Regions from separate parts of the Mus musculus genome. Here regions 2, 3, 4, 5 and 6 are each linked to region 1. The links are chromatin contacts, called in public HiChIP or PLAC-seq and promoter capture Hi-C maps. All regions are on one chromosome and are shown on one strand. Each heading gives the region's core, a stretch centred on a gene start, on an enhancer-like site or on the middle of the called end of the contact. The rest is flanking DNA. Distances are from core to core; before and after follow the strand shown.

The links. Promoter capture Hi-C pulls out the DNA fragments that hold promoters and counts their contacts. HiChIP or PLAC-seq counts read pairs in DNA pulled down with a chosen protein or histone mark.
Region 2: an HNF4G HiChIP or PLAC-seq map of pancreatic cancer cells shows a contact between it and region 1. The contact joins the enhancer-like site here to the promoter of Tmem170b in region 1. A contact is called at or near these places in 5 of 39 promoter capture datasets (the C10 cell line, liver, neutrophils and 1 more), 1 of 484 Hi-C or Micro-C datasets (bone marrow-derived macrophages), 14 of 115 datasets of contacts at active chromatin or transcription factors (the 230-238 cell line, bone marrow-derived macrophages, embryonic basal ganglia and 7 more) and 3 of 9 other capture datasets (adipose tissue, embryonic stem cells and liver).
Region 3: a contact with region 1 is called in an H3K4me3 HiChIP or PLAC-seq map of bone marrow-derived macrophages, with 2.3 times the contacts expected there. The contact joins the enhancer-like site here to the promoter of Tmem170b in region 1. A contact is called at or near these places in 1 of 39 promoter capture datasets (hematopoietic stem and progenitor cells), 4 of 484 Hi-C or Micro-C datasets (the G1E-ER4 cell line, liver, nephron progenitors and 1 more), 6 of 115 datasets of contacts at active chromatin or transcription factors (bone marrow-derived macrophages, double positive thymocytes, embryonic stem cells and 2 more) and 3 of 9 other capture datasets (adipose tissue, liver and pancreatic islet).
Region 4: a contact with region 1 is called in a promoter capture Hi-C map of the SN4741 cell line, with 3 times the contacts expected there. The contact joins the enhancer-like site here to the promoter of Tmem170b in region 1. A contact is called at or near these places in 11 of 39 promoter capture datasets (the C10 cell line, the HPC-7 cell line, HPC-7-derived erythroid cells and 8 more), 1 of 484 Hi-C or Micro-C datasets (bone marrow-derived macrophages), 22 of 115 datasets of contacts at active chromatin or transcription factors (the 230-238 cell line, the NIH/3T3 cell line, T-cell acute lymphoblastic leukemia and 14 more) and 2 of 9 other capture datasets (adipose tissue and liver).
Region 5: an H3K4me3 HiChIP or PLAC-seq map of bone marrow-derived macrophages shows a contact between it and region 1, with 3 times the contacts expected there. The contact joins the enhancer-like site here to the promoter of Tmem170b in region 1. A contact is called at or near these places in 4 of 39 promoter capture datasets (embryonic stem cells, liver, pre-B cells and 1 more) and 5 of 115 datasets of contacts at active chromatin or transcription factors (bone marrow-derived macrophages, effector CD8 T cells, memory CD8 T cells and 1 more).
Region 6: a contact with region 1 is called in an H3K27ac HiChIP or PLAC-seq map of microglia, with 6 times the contacts expected there. The contact joins the enhancer-like site here to the promoter of Tmem170b in region 1. A contact is called at or near these places in 14 of 39 promoter capture datasets (the 3T3-L1 cell line, the HPC-7 cell line, HPC-7-derived erythroid cells and 9 more), 4 of 484 Hi-C or Micro-C datasets (CD4 T cells and embryonic stem cells), 7 of 115 datasets of contacts at active chromatin or transcription factors (bone marrow-derived macrophages, embryonic stem cells, epiblast stem cells and 3 more) and 1 of 9 other capture datasets (embryonic stem cells).

The regions. Positions count from the first base shown.
Region 1 is chr13:41,604,444-41,607,167 of GRCm38.p6, forward strand. It overlaps Tmem170b (transmembrane protein 170B), which reads left to right and starts at 1,439. Exons shown (of 3, transcript NM_001163572.2): 1 at 1,439-1,869. The coding sequence starts at 1,773. Gm32184 (a long non-coding RNA gene) reads right to left here and starts at 1,633. Exons shown (of 3, transcript XR_382252.4): 1 at 1,116-1,633.
Region 2 is chr13:41,330,458-41,333,421 of GRCm38.p6, forward strand. The region is part of intron 2 of Nedd9 (neural precursor cell expressed, developmentally down-regulated gene 9); the gene reads right to left. Among named protein-coding and RNA genes, the nearest start is that of Nedd9, 27 kb to the right of the region's middle. Within about 2 kb of position 1,469, at least 65 of the 459 cell types and tissues checked have an H3K27ac peak or open chromatin away from gene starts, as enhancers often do. A contact at or near this core is called in adipose tissue, bone marrow-derived macrophages and pancreatic cancer cells, where this site is marked.
Region 3 is chr13:42,033,985-42,036,684 of GRCm38.p6, forward strand. No RefSeq gene overlaps it. Among named protein-coding and RNA genes, the nearest start is that of Gm28707, 12 kb to the right of the region's middle. Within about 2 kb of position 1,442, at least 8 of the 459 cell types and tissues checked have an H3K27ac peak or open chromatin away from gene starts, as enhancers often do. A contact at or near this core is called in bone marrow-derived macrophages, where this site is marked.
Region 4 is chr13:41,299,372-41,302,219 of GRCm38.p6, forward strand. No RefSeq gene overlaps it. Among named protein-coding and RNA genes, the nearest start is that of Smim13, 51 kb to the left of the region's middle. Within about 2 kb of position 1,445, at least 8 of the 459 cell types and tissues checked have an H3K27ac peak or open chromatin away from gene starts, as enhancers often do. A contact at or near this core is called in the SN4741 cell line, where this site is marked.
Region 5 is chr13:42,094,609-42,097,308 of GRCm38.p6, forward strand. The region is part of intron 2 of Hivep1 (human immunodeficiency virus type I enhancer binding protein 1); the gene reads left to right. Among named protein-coding and RNA genes, the nearest start is that of Hivep1, 44 kb to the left of the region's middle. Within about 2 kb of position 1,418, at least 114 of the 459 cell types and tissues checked have an H3K27ac peak or open chromatin away from gene starts, as enhancers often do. A contact at or near this core is called in bone marrow-derived macrophages, effector CD8 T cells, memory CD8 T cells and 1 more, where this site is marked.
Region 6 is chr13:41,096,301-41,099,107 of GRCm38.p6, forward strand. No RefSeq gene overlaps it. Among named protein-coding and RNA genes, the nearest start is that of Gcm2, 12 kb to the right of the region's middle. Within about 2 kb of position 1,306, at least 36 of the 459 cell types and tissues checked have an H3K27ac peak or open chromatin away from gene starts, as enhancers often do. A contact at or near this core is called in bone marrow-derived macrophages and microglia, where this site is marked.

The sequences.
Region 1 (2,724 bases), core at 189-2,688:
TTCTGAACTTTAATTCAGACTAGAAAGATAGGACATATACTATGGCTGCCAGGAAGAATTTAAAAAAATAGGAGAAGAAGAAGAAGAAGAAGAAGAAGAAGAAGAAGAAGAAGAAGAACAACAACAACAACAACAACAACAAAGAAAGAAATGAAGCCCCTTCTTTATCTAAAATGAATTTGATGTTAAACTCATTTATGTCTGATAGTCTATACTCCTGAATTGACATTTAATTCAGCCATTGAACCCTACACCATAGTAGGTTTTAGTACGGTTCCTCTTAATGACGCCCAAACTTTTTTCTATATTGTGGGAGCAAAACAAAAACATGCATAAATATAAACCTGCATATACATTATTGTCATTTTTAAGGTGCTCACCAAAAGCAACAATATTTAGGCAATTCGAATCTTCAGTTACTGGGCAAAAACACTTGATTGGCTTAGCTATTCTTTCTTCACTTCCTTCTGTAAACTTTAGCAGCAGAGTATTTGGAAAAAGATGGAATTGGGCGAGGGGGATGGGGTGAGGAGCACTAACGTTTTTTATGCAAACACGATTTTTTTTTTTTTAATTTCAAGTTAAAAGGTTTCAAACATCAAGGAAGACTGTAACTAGCATAACTGGAGTTAAGATGCTTCTGAGGCTGACCTTGGATTTGAAGGACAGGGAGACGAAGCTGAGTTAGTTTAAGTGCTGGGGAGATTCACAATTTTAGATGAAAAGAGTCCTATCTGGAAGAAGCGCTAGAGCCAGCCTTGGCCAGGAGGATTCATTCGGACACCTACGGGGCCCTGCGTCAATAAGTGGTTTCAGATCCTGCAGCTAAGGGGAGTTCGTATTTTACTGCTGGCCGGCCAGAAGACTGGCTGAAATGACAAAGAGGATCTATTTCTGTTTTAGTAGATTTAGCAAAGGGAGGGGCGTATCCAGGTCACTGGACGCACTCTCAGACAACCCTACAAATGAAATCTTGAGCATTTACACCTTTGCAAAAAGTTGCTCGCAGACGCCCTCACGGAGAGGGAAGGATCTGGAGCAGCGAAGCGCAGGCTCCAAAAATCCTGGCAGCTCCCGGGACCTATACACAGCTCTCTCATCCCCGCCCAGCTCACCGGTTTCAGGTTTCCGGGGGCGCGCAGTCAGGAGGGGGCGAGGGGCTTGGAGTCTGTTCCCTCGGAGCAGCCAATGAGCGGCGAGACCCAGCGGTGGCGCCAGTGACGTAGGTGGCGCTCCCTCCGCCCCACTGCGGGCGGACGCTGGGAGCCGACGACAGCCTGAGCTCCCGGGTGCCTAGGGCGGCGCGCGCGCGCGCGCGAGGAGCGGGGGGGAGGCAGTGCGCGTGCGCAGCCGCTCACCCCCGGGGAGGCGGGGCCGAGGAGCGGACACGCGCATGCGCGCGCCCCGGGGCGGTCGCGGGCGGAGGGGGCGGCTCCTCGAGTGTTGGCTACCCAAAGGCCGAGCGGCAGGCGGGCGGCAGGTGCCGCGGCCGGGCGCCGCTGCCTCGTCGCGCGTCCCCGCGATGAGCCTCGTCTCGCGGCCTGCCCCTGCCGGCTGCCGCTCCGCGCGGGCCTCACGGCGTGACCCGGGCCTCGTGGCGTGGCGGGCCCCCGCGGCGCGACGCGGGCCCTGAGCGGGAGCGGCGGTCCCTCCCGCGGCCCCAGGCCTCGCCCGCCAGCGCTCCTCGATGTCTCCCCGGCGGGGAGGACGCTGCCTGCGACACCCGCCGAGCGGCGCCCCCCGGAGCGCCCCGCTGCCGCCCCGCGGGGACGATGAGGGCGGAGGGCGCCGACCACTCGATGATCAACCTGTCGGTGCAGCAGGTCCTGAGCCTCTGGGCCCATGGCACGGTGCTGAGGAACCTCACGGGTAATGCGCCGGGCGGAGGGAGCGGTGGGGGACCCACTCCACGGGTGTTCGGGGCGTCCGCAAACCCGGCCCGGTGCGGGCCGCTGGAGCACGCGCGAGTCGCGCCAGTGCCCCGACTGGATCACAGTTCATGTTTCTGTCATTAACCCCCCCCCCCCCCCCCGCCTTTCCCCGTGCGCGCGCGCACGCACATACACCGCTTCTTGCAGTTTCGATCTTTTTTAGTCTTTCTTTCCTGGTTTAGCCCTTTTTCTTGCTGACAGATGTCAAACCAATTGCAGTACTCCTATTGCCTGCTCACCGTGATCACGGTGGACCGACCGTTCGTTCCTTTATTTGTTGAGAGAGAGAGAGAGATATGACTAAGTAGATAATAGCGGGGTCAGGGGCTGGACCAAGGTCTAGAGCAGTCGAAACAGTTGTCTTCTCTGCTATTTCCTTTTGTCTGGCTGTCTCCTGGCTTCAAGTTGCTGTATTTGTGAAATTGGAGAATTCTGTGTATTTCCCTTCATTAATCAATGTGATTGGGAATGGGGTTTAGCTACGTTATAGCATCAGGTTGTCAGAGTAAGCATTAGTACACATAATATGATTTCATATGCAGGTTTGCTTGTGAAGAAACTTCTGGTTTTCTCAGTGTGGAAGTGCTTAAACTCTTTTGAGTTCCGAGTTTTAAAAATAGCGTCTAAAGAGTAATATTGACTGGAAAGCAGTAGGGTCAACAGTTTGACTCCGGAGTAGCTGCTTTTGTGAAACCACAACCAAAACCCCAAACAAAAACTCAGTTCTTTAAAATGTCTTAACTCCAATTGAACGTTACTATTTCAAAATCTGTGTGATAGCAAATTAATAGTA
Region 2 (2,964 bases), core at 219-2,718, 270 kb before region 1:
GGCTCAGAGGCATTTTAAGGTCATTTCTATGCTTCAGATTTGAAGCATCACTGCAGAATAAGATGGAGCAACATCACCACCCTGTTTCAGACTCAGAGGTTCTTTTGAAGAGATCTCTCCAGAAGTTAACAGAGACTGCAGAGGAATCCACTGTCTTACGTGTGAACCACCTGGACTTCTCACACAGATGGGGACACCTCTAGTACCAGCCATGTGCAAACTGCAATCTGCGAGCTGAGTGTATCCCAGGATAGCCACGAGTGTGGCCCAAGACACTTGTAGATGGCACTGACGTTTCACAACATCAAAGGTCGGGCATGCCTGCTGGCTGTAACCCTGACACAATGACTAAGGTACTGCTACTTAGAACAGAGTGTTTTTGGCCTCTGACATTTTCCAGCCCCGAATTTTGTAGAATGCACTCTGGCGAGTTGGTCTTCTCCCTTTCTCTTGTGTCTTTGAGACGGATTCACATAAGATGATCCAACAAGTTTTATCATTAAATAAGACAAGCAGTGTTCCTGCCCTCCCTCCTTCAGAAAGTATTATCCATGCAGTGGGGTGTCCTGTGGCAGGCTGCCTCTCACTCACTGTGATAAGCAGTCACTTACTTTGCAATCAGTGGGAGGGGAAGGCTAACTAACCTCTGTTGCCTTGGTAAGGGTGAGTGACAAGTTACAAACGCCCCCTCAGAAATATGCATTATCTATGAGCTTTATGACAGACTGTGGCTGAAATCTGAAGACGTTGGTGTTGACCAAACAAAGAGGACCTTTGTTCAGTTAAGGAGGTGTGAGGGTTTGCTCATTCCCTTGGCGTGGGTGACTGTCTGGGAACAGTGCCTTTCAGGTCAGGGTAAGCTTAGCAAGTCCCTCCCTTCACTGCTTGGGGACCTCCAAGGCTGTGGAAGATATAAAATGTACCTTGACTTTTCAGGGGGGACATTTAGGTGACATCTCAGTTCTTTGGACAGTTTTACAAACTAGACAGTTAGATATATTTATTAGGTTTATTTTCATATAGAAATCTACAATTTTGGGACGTAATTGTACTTCATTGAGTTTACATAAGAAAAAACTGGGGGGGGGGTGTCCTCTGCCCTGGAATTAACTTTTTAAGTTGTATATATGGGAGATAGAGATGGGGAGAGCATAGAGAACAGAAAGGCAGAGAAAAACAAAGAGACACACAGACAACAGGGAACAAAGAAAAGGGAGGTGAAAAGTCAGAGTTTGTCATTTCCGGCAACTCTAATTTCCTCTAAATCTATTTTTTTCCTTGTTAGTAGACAAAAATAATATTGCTTAATATCTATAGCAGTTAGGTGGCTGGTATCTGAGGTTGTTATGGTCAACTGATTTCAAAAGGCTTCACATGCCAACAAGGGAAGTCTCTGGTTCCCATGGCAGCAGCCATGGGTGTCTGTGTGTATGTGCATGTACATGTGCGCTGTGATGATTCAGTGTCTAAGAAGGCAGAGGCAGCATAAGTTTCAGGATCTTCTGCTACCTTTCAGGAACCAGCCTGGAAGACCTGCCTAAAAGCCTTTGAGTCACTTCCTGCCAGCATTTGTCTATGCCCTGTTTTGGAATTGCCCACCTTAGAGATGATGCCACAGGGCTTGGCCGAGCTCAACAATACTTAAGTATTCTAAGTAGCCACCACCAAACGGTGCGCACCCCAGCCAAGGCCATGACAGCAGCTTATCCCATTTCCAATGGACCCATGAGCTCCATGGCATCAGTGAGGTATGCACATACGATGGGACCAGAAAATGGGAAGAGAATACTGGGTTGCCAAGAGAAAGCTTTAGACTGGAGATGAGTTTTAAGAGACGGATGGTTTGAAAACACAATATAGGAGGGAAGGGATTGTAGGTCTCATAGAACCCACAGAGGCTGCTCTGAGAACCACTATACCAAGTATATGTTTTCCCTCTAGGAGACAATGAAAGAGTTTACCAGTTTTGCAGTCTATACTGGGGCGGGGGGGGGGGGGGAGAAGTCAGGCAACTCCCAATACGTACCTCTGTTCCCTGAGAGCTGGGATTACACGCACATGCCACCGTGCCTGGCTTAAATGAAATCTAGGGTCTCATGTGTGCTAGACAAGTGCTCTTTTACAGAGTCATACCCCGATCCGGAAAGCCGAAATTCACATCAATCATTATTTGCTTTGGTATCCAGTTACTATTTAAGGACAGTTAATAAGTGGTGCCCTTGCAGGACCCTCGTGGTAGGAAGCTCTGTTCTGTTGTCTATCAGGAGCTGTTGGGGAAGGTGTGGGCAGGAGGAGACTGGCTGAGTGAGCAGCTCGGAATCACCATTGGTAGTTTGAGGTGAACTGAGCATTACCCCTTTGTTCCTTGCTCCCACTTTGTTCATTCCTTCACCATGCTGATCTGTGTGTGGGTTCTTAGCTGCAAGATTGATCTACGGCAGAAGTGGGTACCGTGGCTCCTGGCTTCCTAGAGTCAGAAGGTAGCTCCAAATTAATCTTCAGAAGGAGTCAGGGCACATAAAATCCTGTTGGTTAGGGTCCAAGCTAACGCTAAAGAACAACCATCAAGGCTGACAAGCTGGCTCTGTGGGTGAAGGTGCTTGCCATCAAGCCTAAAGACCTTAGTTTAATCTCAGGGACCCTCCTGGCAGGAGAGAGCCACTCCGCTTGAGCTGTTCTCTGACATCCATGGTACATTGCTATCACACACACACACACACACACACACACACACAGAGAAAATAAATATATGTTTTTTTTTTAAAAGAAACCAAATTAAATAAATAGTTTTTTTTAAAGAATAATTAGCTGGGAGGAGAGGAAGGGCTGATATTGGGTTGTAAAGTGAATAAATAAATACATTTAAGAAAAGAAAAGAATAATCAAAATTGCTCCCCATGCAGCTTGGGTGTGTCCCTTGGAAGTCTGAGATCACTGAAGTAGAGAAGTAGTCTGGTTTCAGAC
Region 3 (2,700 bases), core at 192-2,691, 430 kb after region 1:
CATTTCATACCTAGTAAGAAGAATACATATTTTCCTTAAATAGTAATTTGATAGACAAGGACCTAGAAACACTGGTTTGGGGGAGCTGACAGTTGTATAGCATTTTTTTAATCATTTCATTTTTAGTAACAGAATGTGTACCCCTTATTTCAGATGTCTGACTTAACCTGCTCACTGCCCCATGTTATTGAGATGGACGTCTTTATCTTTTAATAGGGCTAGTCATTGGGCATACATTGGGAAGCAGTTAATGCTTTGTTCTAAAATCTCCATCCTACTGAGTGCTGCATGAATTGCCTTATCTACTTCCTGTTGCTTTTTAACCATTGTTGATTTCCCTTCTTCCTGACTGGGTCTTCGATTCATCCTTCGGTTTCCCCTCCACTACATTGAAAGAGTGATAAATTCATTGATTATCGTTACAGTGGTTAGTCTCAAGAAACAAACAAGGAGTACTAACTTATCCAAGTCTAGAACCAATCAATCACTTTTCTTTAAGGGAAATGTATGAAATTAGAACACTCTCACTCCACTTGTCTTATTTTAAGAATCGTTGCTTTTGGTTACTATGTGTTTCTGTAATAGGTTTAAATGTGCTCAGAAATTACACTGAAGTTGCAGGTTAAAGGGTTTTTTGTTTTTTTGGTTTTTTTCCTCTTCTATTGTTTCCTGCAGTAAACAGAGAAGTGGGTGATTAAAAAAGGGATTTCCTGTATTGTTCCATCTTAGTTGCCGTTTTTTAAACCAACAACTCATTTCAGAAATTTGTTATTGTTTTCATTGGCCGTGCCCTATCGTTGATGGTCTTTATGGGTTTCTTAGAAACTCCACTATATAAAACAGAAAGCCAGTATTTCTCTCATTGGCTGCTTAGCCCTTTGCTTGCATTATTTTTCAATTTCTCCCATCATGTTCTAGATCCTGGTTTTTTTTTGTTTTTTGTTTTTTGTTTTTTTTTCTGCTTAGTTAGTCTTGTGACTTGCTTTGACCAACGATCTTATAATCAGGCTCACTTTTTAACAGGTAGTGACTATAGCAGGATATGAGACGATCCCAGTGAAGCTGTCTTAGGCCAGCCAGGCCCAGCCAAACTCACAGCCAACCAGATACACATGTGAACCCAGTAGAGACCACAAGTGCCTTCGTGATTGTAGGCTAAGCAAACGATTATTATTTTAGGCTACTGCTAACTGTTAAGTCCTTCCTTATTCAGAACTTTTACTGTCAGGAAAAAAAAAGGAGAAAGGAAAAGCTTAGATGTTTTTCAGTTTTGTCAGATTAGAATTCTAGCAATCCAGAATAGTGCAGGGGGGAGGGGTGCTAGGGGGAGAGAGGCAATGACATGTGTGTCACCAACATGCTAAAGTTGTCCTGTACTAGTGGATCTTTTTCTTAAACAGTAATTCTTGGGGGAAAATGCGACAGCATTTTAAATCATTAGTGAGTCACCATGGTGGTTTCATTTTGTGGGATATTGCTAGTCATACTCTTGGTTTATTTAACGTCAAGTTCTTGTTGGGCAAAGCAGTTACCAATTATAACACTAAAACTGCAGAAAAACATGATTTATTTACAGCTCTCAGGGGTTTCTGCATACATACAGCAGACGCTTTTATGTATTAGTAACCTGTATAGGAGGAATTTAGACTATGTGCTGGAAGGACCTGGATTGGTCTCATTTTTAAGCAGGAGGAAGAAGCTCCAGGCAATGGTGCCTTACAACTTCAGGGGGATGGGGAGAGTGAGGAGTAAAAAAATGGAAGCAAATACTTTAAGTATAAAACCGAGAGAGAGTCTAGAAAAAGGAATGAAAGAAATGGGGTGGGGGTGGAGGTAGGGGTCGGGGTTAGGGAAGTGTTTGTGTGATGTTTTGGTCCTGTTGAAGGAAGGAAGTTACATATTATGTTAGTCATCTTTAGCTTTGCCTGGATAGAATAAAATCAGAAGAAATTGACATTAAGTAAGGACTGAGGTTTGCCTGCATTCAAAATAAATTCCTAATTGGCCTCATTGTACCAGTCTACAAAATCATAAAATACATTCCATTAGCATTATCCAGTACAACATTAACTCTACACACATCTTAATGGTATTTTTGACATTTCTAAAGGTGCAATTTAAGTCAACATTTACATTAAGAACATTTATGATATAGCTAAAGGAAGAACCACTTAGCTAAAATAATGATCAACATAACAGTTTTCCCCCAGAGACCATATCTAGGTATAGAAAGTATCACTATGTCTGCATAAATATTAACGATAAAGTTTAATAAAATTTTCTGTGTGACTCTGTCCTCAACCTTGACCTATTTTTTTTTCTTTTGAATGACAGGTCTATTATTAAAGAATGTCAAGTTAAAATGTTGTCATTTTACATTAAATGTAGATTCCCTGACCTTCCTTATTTCTTCCCTCATTATCATTGTCCTGTGAACTAAGAAAGAGAAGAAGTCTATCACCAGGCAGCAGAACGGGTGAAACAAAGTCTACATTTGCCAGTTCTATGGTGAAGGGGCAAAAATGGCTTAACAAACACATAATTGGGCAAAGACAAATTCCTAGACTGGCTAACCTAGACACAAGCAAAATATTACACAAAGCAAATCTACCCCTCACCCCCTTTGAAATTCATACAGATAGCTTTCCCATTGGAACTGTATGCGTGTCTGCTGGCAGACAAGCACAGGTAATTGCCTCC
Region 4 (2,848 bases), core at 195-2,694, 310 kb before region 1:
CTTTGCTCCATATTCATGAGACTAATGTTGACAGCCTTAGTTGACCAAGGGCTTGCCACCGTGTGATCCATGTTTCTTTTTCTTTTTTTCTTTATTGCTTGCACCCAAACAACAGTCTATAGGAGATAGGAGTGTGTTTGTGTGTTTCCTTCCAGTCATGCAGAGGTGAGGTATGTGAGATGATAACATCATTAACAACAACAGCAATAATGGATTCTAATGTCTTCAACCTAATTGCAAAGGCTGGAGGATGGAGAAAGAAAGAGATAAGAAAAGTTGATCCATTAATCAGCCAGCTGACAGATGTGTGGAGCGACTTAAATCATGTGGCATTATGTCCACTAGGGTTATTATACCCTATTACAATGGTTTCTGACCTTCCCAATGCTGTGACACTTTAATACAGTTTCTCATGTGGTGGTGACTCCCAACCATAAAATCATTCCATTGTTACTTCATAGCTGTAATTTGGCTGCTGGTTTGAATTGTAATGTAAATATCTGCTATGTAGGATATCTACCATTTAAGCCCAGAAGGGTCATGATCTACATGTTGAGAACCACTGCCCTATTTACCTATGAACGTTTCAGGCTCTTAACCCCCATCAGTGCAGAAGTGCCATGTACTAATCTAGATGAACTGATCTCCCATCCCAAAGCCTTCTCCACCCATTCTATTCCATCCAATGTGAGTTCCAGGTAAACAGCCTGGCTGCCCATCTCCAGATGGGTTTTATAAGATGTTCCAGCTGTTGTTTCCCTTTACTGTGTCATACCCTTGCTGAGCTTGTGCCATAGCTTGTACGTTTCCTGATTAGCACCCGTGAGGGCTCAGAGCACTTGCTCTTAAGATGACAAGGGCTGCCACACCCTCTCTCAGTCTTCAGCCTGCTGCAGGGACAAAGGCTGACCCATGTCACAGGCATTTAGTTAGCGCTTAGATCCAGCCAGAGCATCTGGGTCTGGATGTTTGCAGGCTCTGATGACACAAGCTTGCATTTGTGAAATTATTAAAGTGGCCGAAGGCATGCCCTGAAAGGAAAAGGAGTAGATCCCACCTCTGTGGACATCTTTGAGAGCAAACTATATTAAAAGATGTTGGTGGTCAGACTTGAGGGGAGGGTAGTACCTCCTTGAAGGCTGACAGGCGATAAGCAAGAGGGAAGTCTGGCTGGGTTTACATTAGACTCTGAAGGAAGCTACAGGGCAAGGCTGGTGTGTGTGCAAATGACAAGGTAGATGCACAGTCTAGGACACTGTACCCCAGTGGGAGAGTGCCTGGGCAGCATGCATGAGGGCATAGGTTCAATCCCAGGTATCAGCCAAAGTGTGGGGGAGGGGAAGAGAGAAAAGAAAGGTGAGAGAGAATGAACTATTCTGCCCAGTCCTCTTGGGGTGGGAGAATTGGCTATGAGTTGCAAGTCCAGCCCCGGCTAGCACTGAACATTTGATTCTGTGTAAGTAGAAGCCACGCCTATGTGCATAATTGCAAGTGACTCAAGGTGTGTGTGGGGTAGCTAAAGAGAAAGTATAAAGAATAATTCAGGTAGAAATGATTAAAGAGAAAAGTTAGAAGTGAGGTGTTCAAACTATGGGGATGGCCAGTACACTGGGCATTGTTGTTGCCTTTGACCTAGATAGTAAGTTAGAGAAAATGGAAATACGTGAGCCATTAGCTACAAAAATCCAATTTCTATAGGAAAATTTTATTTTTAAAAAAGAGAAAAGGCAGATCAATTTCTTAGAAGAAACAAAACACACACACACACACACACACACACACACACACACACACATATATCCTTATAATTTGCTCATGGGTAATAGACCTTTCCTTCTCTGGCTAGCCTTCTGCAGGCTTTCTGTCTATTTTACCTGCTGGTATCCTGGTTCAAAGGCTGTGATGCACAGAAGTCCCGAGATCAAGTGGGTAACAAATGTCCTGGCTGGGTTGAGACAGTGCCTGGGTGATTAACATCAGACTCACATGAAAACTAAATCCAGAGGTAGGCTGGCTCTGCGTATGCCCTCTTTGCAAAGCAATACAAAGAGTCCACCAGGAGCTGTGGATACACTGTTAAGCCTGAACACTGCAAGAAGCCCAAATCCGAGAGTGTCTATTTAGTACTGGCCAGGAGGATGGACACGGGCCAGGTTCATACCCAGGATTCCCAGGAAGTGGCACTGTGCTAGATTAGTCGGGTGCTCATCAAGGCAGAACTCACAAGGTAGGGACATCCCATCTTCATTCAATCAGGGGCAAGCATACACCCTGACATACTAGGAGGTATGTGCCTCCTGCATATATGTGACCAAGCACGTCCTGTGCCGGTGAGGCAACCACCCTTGTTCAAGAGGTGACCCGTCCTTGGGGCTTACAGGTTAACTTTAGCTCTCGCACACACCACATGGAGACTACAGTTATCCAGCTACAGGAGAGGCATCTCTGCTGTCAGCTGTCAGTCTGAAAGTCCTCTGCAGACTCATCTCTTGGAAGCTCAGTAGCAGCACGGTCCCTGTTTGGAAGGCTACAGAGCCTGGCTGTCAGAGCGAGCCTTTGACCTTGTCCCTTGGGTCTATTCTATTTCCTGGTCGTCTGCCATAGTCTTCTCTCCATACCGTCTTTAGTGTGATGGATTGCAGCTCTCTGAAACCATGGTCTTCAACTAAGCTTTCTTCTCTCAAGTTGTTTCTGCTTGATGCAAAAATAACTAACACGTCATGGAAATGTGCTTCCACAAAGGGAAACAATACAGCAATAGCTTATGGGCATCCTGCCCTTTGAAGAGATTTTTGTTTTTATTTATTATATTTAAGGATCTTCTTCCTGGCACTCATGCTGGGTGACT
Region 5 (2,700 bases), core at 168-2,667, 490 kb after region 1:
GCTCCCTCCTCTTGTTCTTTAGCTCAACACAAGGGATTCCTCCCCGGTGGGTCACTTGGTGGCCCTCTAGGCCCCAGTGCTGTGATGTAGCCAGTGCTGTGATGTAGCCGGTGCTGTGATGCAGCCGGTGCTGTGATGCAGCCGGTGCTGTGATGCAGCCGGTGCTGTGATGCAGCCGGTGCTGTGATGCAGCCGGTGCTGTGATGCAGCCGGTGCTGTGATGCAGCCGGTGCTGTGATGCAGCCGGTGCTGTGATGCAGCCGGTGCTGTGATGCAGCCGGTGCTGTGATGCAGCCGGTGCTGTGATGCAGCCGGTGCTGTGATGCAGCCGGTGCTGTGATGCAGCCGGTGCTGTGATGCAGCCGGTGCTGTGATGCAGCCGGTGCTGTGATGCAGCCGGTGCTGTGATGCAGCCGGTGCTGTGATGCAGCCGGTGCTGTGATGCAGCCGGTGCTGTGATGCAGCCGGTGCTGTGATGCAGCCGGTGCTGTGATGCAGCCGGTGCTGTGATGCAGCCGGTGCTGTGATGCAGCCGGTGCTGTGATGCAGCCGGTGCTGTGATGCAGCCGGTGCTGTGATGCAGCCGGTGCTGTGATGCAGCCGGTGCTGTGATGCAGCCGGTGCTGTGATGCAGCCGGTGCTGTGATGCAGCCGGTGCTGTGATGCAGCCGGTGCTGTGATGCAGCCGGTGCTGTGATGCAGCCGGTGCTGTGATGCAGCCGGTGCTGTGATGTAGCCGGTGCTGTGATGTAGCCGGTGCTGTGATGTAGCCGGTGCTGTGATGTAGCCGGTGCTGTGATGTAGCCGGTGCTGTGATGTAGCCGGTGCTGTGATGTAGCCAGTGCTGTGATGTAGCCAGTGCTGTGATGTAGCCAGTGCTGTGATGTAGCCAGTGCTGTGATGTGCCATTGGTGTTGAAGTGGCTGGGAGTGTTGCCCTAAGACCTGGGCTTAGAACTTGACCTCGAGGGGTGAAGTAAAGATCTCGTTACCACATCTTTGAAAAAAATTGTGGTTTTCATTATTAGAAAAACTGCATTTCCTGTAGCTGGATTAAATGCCTTTATATTTTGCAGCTTTAAGGATTTCATTTTAAACTACATGTGTATTTACATGCCGGTTTGTGGATATGTGTATAGGTGTGCAGATGCCCAAGTGGGTAAGAGCCGTCAGATGCCCTCGAACTGGATTTACAGATGACGGTGAGCCTCCTGACATGAGTGCTAGGAACCAACCTCAGGTCTTCTGCAAGTGTTCTGTGCTCTCAACCACTGAGCCCGCCCACCCGACTCCAGCACCCGCCCCGCAGACCAGGAGACTTTCCGTGCAGCTGCTTTAGTCCACATGTCCTCAGAGGTGGCAAGGGAGGCAGTCTCTGCAGTGACCTATTTCCCTTGGTGTTTCAGAACGGAGTGTGAGAGACAAGGGGCATGGCTTGTTACTGATCTCTACTGTGGTGTGTGGACAGGACTGTTTGGTGCTCTGTCTAGTCAAATTGTACTGAGTCTTAAAAAAAATTGTATTCTTACTGACAGTTTCTGGTTCACTGGAAAGTTGTGTTTCCTGTTGTAAGGTTTGTGGAAGGTCAGAGCAGCAGCAGCAGTAGACAGAGGTGAACAGTGAGGAGAAGAGGCCCATGGGAAGGGGAAGCACCAAGTTCAGTGAGTTCGCCATGCTGCGTGCTGACAGAGCATACAGTGCCTGCCTGTCTCCTGTGGAGAGACCAGCAGAGGAGTCCCAAGCCCTCCCTCACTAGGCACTGGCTCACAGTGAAGAGGCTCTCAGGGGCTTAGAAAAGGGAGAACCTTGCCTTGACTACAGCCAGGGAGGCAGCAGGGTGCTGCAGCTGAAGGTTATGTGTGTATGTATGGAGAGAGAAGAACAACGACTTTCCTTTTGCGGCCCTATCAACTCCCCTGCGATGAGGAAGGCATGGGAGTGTAGGAGAGAAGCCGCTGTGCTGGCCCGTGGCTTTCAGCCTCAGCACAGATGCAGGGGGTGAGCATCTTGATACCAGCACACTACTTGTTGGCTATTTAAGGGCAACATTATTTTTTTCTCTGATCAAGCTTCTCACTAGAACAGTAACATTTAAGGGGCGTACATTTTCATTAACCTCACGCAGAAATGTGAGCCCCCAATGGTTAGTACCAGGAAAATGGGTCATCTTGCCTTTTCCTGTCCAAGGAGAGAGAACTGCACTTGAAAGCTAATGACTTTTGTGTTCTCATAGCTCTCAGCTCTCAGCAGTGCATAAAAAGTGCCTGTTTGGCATTCATTTACTTATCTGTCAATGTTGGTGGCAGTCTGAAGTGTTCTATAGTGTTATACTTGGTTCAGTCATTTGCCTGAGGAGCCCCTAAAAACTAGCTTGATCCGAGGGTTTGTGCTTTAGGAAGAACAGTATGATGTCCCTTGCTCCCTTCATGGCAGAAGAAATGACACTGTGTTCATCTATATTCATTGAAGAAGAATTGGAAGGTCATATACTCACAAGAATCGGTCATTCATAATAGTTCATGTATATATGTATATGTGTATATATATATATGAAGCTACATGTGCATCTATACATAAACATTTACACATATTTGTATAAATATGTACATATGTGTGTAAATGTGTAAAGTGTGCAGCACAGCTGACATGGTGTGGTATGGCACACTTTTCTGGTTTCCCACACTGTTCCTGATGACTGCTG
Region 6 (2,807 bases), core at 56-2,555, 510 kb before region 1:
CTTTTCCTGATGCTGATCATTGGTGGTTGTTGTTGTTTACACATTAGGCACATTGGCCACTGTTATATCTGCTTTTGAGAAATATTTATCCGTATCATTTGAGTGTCTTTAATCAGATTGGCCTATATCCCTGGCTCCCTTGTCAGAGGGATGCACGGTGGACCTCCGCCGTCAGTTCAGTGAGATTCTCCCCCTGTGTCTCTCTGTTCTTGCTGCTTGTGCTTTTACAAAACTCCTTCTCTGTTGTGACTTCTTGCTTAATTTGGACCTTTGAAAGCACTGCCAATTTAGCGTCCCACTGAAATCCCTGTATCTTTAGTGGCTGTGACAATGGGTGCTTTTTCAGTCTTTGAGAATTTTAACAGCCGTTGCCAAGTTCTTGTTGTTACTCTCAACATCTGTAACATCTGGGATGACTTTCTATTGGCAGCTTTCCCTCATAACCTTGAGCTATCTTCCTACCTACTTACACATCTAGAAATGTTTTACACATGTACCCTCTATACGAATCACTTGTTGAAGTCTCTTTCATGCCCCGCCCCATATAGCTCGGAATTGAACTCAGGACCTCACACATGCTGGTAAGTAAGTGTTCCACCGCTAAGCTGTAGCCCCAGCCCACGTTCCGTCTCTTCCGGAAAAGCTGATTTTTGTTTTAAGCACTCATTTTCATTCTGGGTGGCTCATTTTCAACCTGTGGGAATTTGTTACTATCACTTTGTCTTGAGGTAAGATCTCACCATGGAATGCCGGCTAGGTTCAAACCTGTGACCCAGCGACTCACATGATTCACGCCCTCAATGCAAGCTCAAGCTCAGCAGCCATTTTCTATAGTCACCGTTCTTCAGACAACCCTCTTTACATTCGTCTCTGTCTATAAGCTCTTCAAAAAGTCCAAATCAAAATCAGATGCTGCAATGGCTTAAAAAAAAAAAAAGACCCCCTAGGGCACAAACAAACTAGAAAAATAGACAAATGGGTTTATATTATTCTCAAATAATCACATGTTCAGTCATCAATTCTGTTTTGTTTTGCTTTGGGACAGGACCCACTTTACCTCTGTGTCCACGTGCTGAGATCACAGCCTTAGAGCCACTACATTTGGAACAGTCAGTAGTTAAATCTTCACAGAGATTTTTTTTTTTTCTTTCTTCCAGTTCCCATCACAGGGCAGAGTGTTCAGTAGTCTGCTTTGAAAGTGTCATTATCTTTCTTATCAAAGGCAGGCAGAACATCGTCGGGACACGGCGACTACCCAGACAGGGTGTGACCTCGAAGCTTCTCGCTTCCTGGAGACAGCACCTTTTTAATCTCATCAAAGATAAGCAATCCTGAAGAAGATGTCATCACATGGCCGCCTCAGAGCTTGCGACTGATAATTCTTTGCAAGCATATTGTAAATTAAGAGTCTTTCGGCTTCCTGTTCCTCTGCCATGCCTGCCTTCCTTGCTATTATGGACATTTATTCCTCAGGAATTGCAAAACTCTTCCTTATGTTGGTTTTGATCACAGTATTTGTCTCAGCACCAGAAAAGTGACGACTACTTCCACTTCCTGTTTTACTTCTCTCCGCAAATGTTCGACTAGAGCTGAGTTCCAGCCCGCACATGCGCATTCTCACCAGGTCTCTGCCTGGGTGCTCAGACCTCTCTGCTTCCTCCCGCAGCCCATACTTCTAATTCCCTTTCTCCAGCTATTTGTTTTTAATAATGAAGAGATATTTATTTTATGTACATTGGTGCTTTGCTTGCATGAAGGTGTTGAATCTCAGAGTTACAGACAGTTTTTGAGCTTTCACGTGGGTGCTAGGAATTGAACCCTGGACCTCTGGAAGAGCAGTCAGTGCTCTTAACTGCTGACGCAACTTCCCATCACCTGTTTGTTTTTAAAGACAGGTTTTCCCTGCATAGCCCTGGCTAGCTTAAAATTCACTGTGTTCAAGGCTGACCTTGAACTTGTTGAGGAGATCAACACTTGTTGCCTCTCAAGGGCCGAGTGTGTGCCACCATGTCTGACCTCTCAGGCTGTTTTATATTGCTACAAAAGAATACTGCAGGCTGGGTAACGTCTAAAATGAAAATGTTTTCTCGCGGTTCTGGTGCTTGGAAAGTTCCGTATCAAGGAGCTGGCATCTGGCGAAGACCTTTGTGCTATGGCAGAAAGCAAATCGGCTGGAGTGATACAAACAGGAAGTCAGTCCTGAGGCACAGCCCTCGGTATCAAATCTGCCCATAGCCGGTTCACCTCTTAGCGTTATCACACTAGGGGACATACTCAAGCCACAGCGCCTTTTCCACTTCACTTCCTTCCCTAGCAGTCATCGCTGTGTGCCATCTGTGTATTTTCTTGCTGACAATTGTTTGCGTCGTGGTCAGTCTTCGCGAACAGAATGTCAGCTCAGCTGAGGGAAGGACTTGGATGTGCTCCTTTACTGCTATAGTCCTCGAACTGAAAGATGTCTAGCGTGAAGTGGAGGGTCCTGGCACATGATGGAATTAACTGTACAAAGCACTTTCAAGCTGTACCTGGTATTCCGATTGTGTAATTCATCCAGCTGCTAAGGATGCTGAAACAGGAAGTGTAGAAGATTTAAAGCAGCCTTGGGCTAGGTGGGGAGTTCAAAGCCAGCCTAGGTAATTTAGTCTGAACTGAATCAAAAGTATAATAGGTTAGGCATGGTGGTACATGCCTTTAATCCCAGCATTTGGATTTCTGTGAGTTTGGGGTCCAGCCTGATCCACAGAATCAGTTTCAGGCCAGCAAGGGCTACGTAGTGAGATCCTGTCAATTTATAAATGATAGATAAA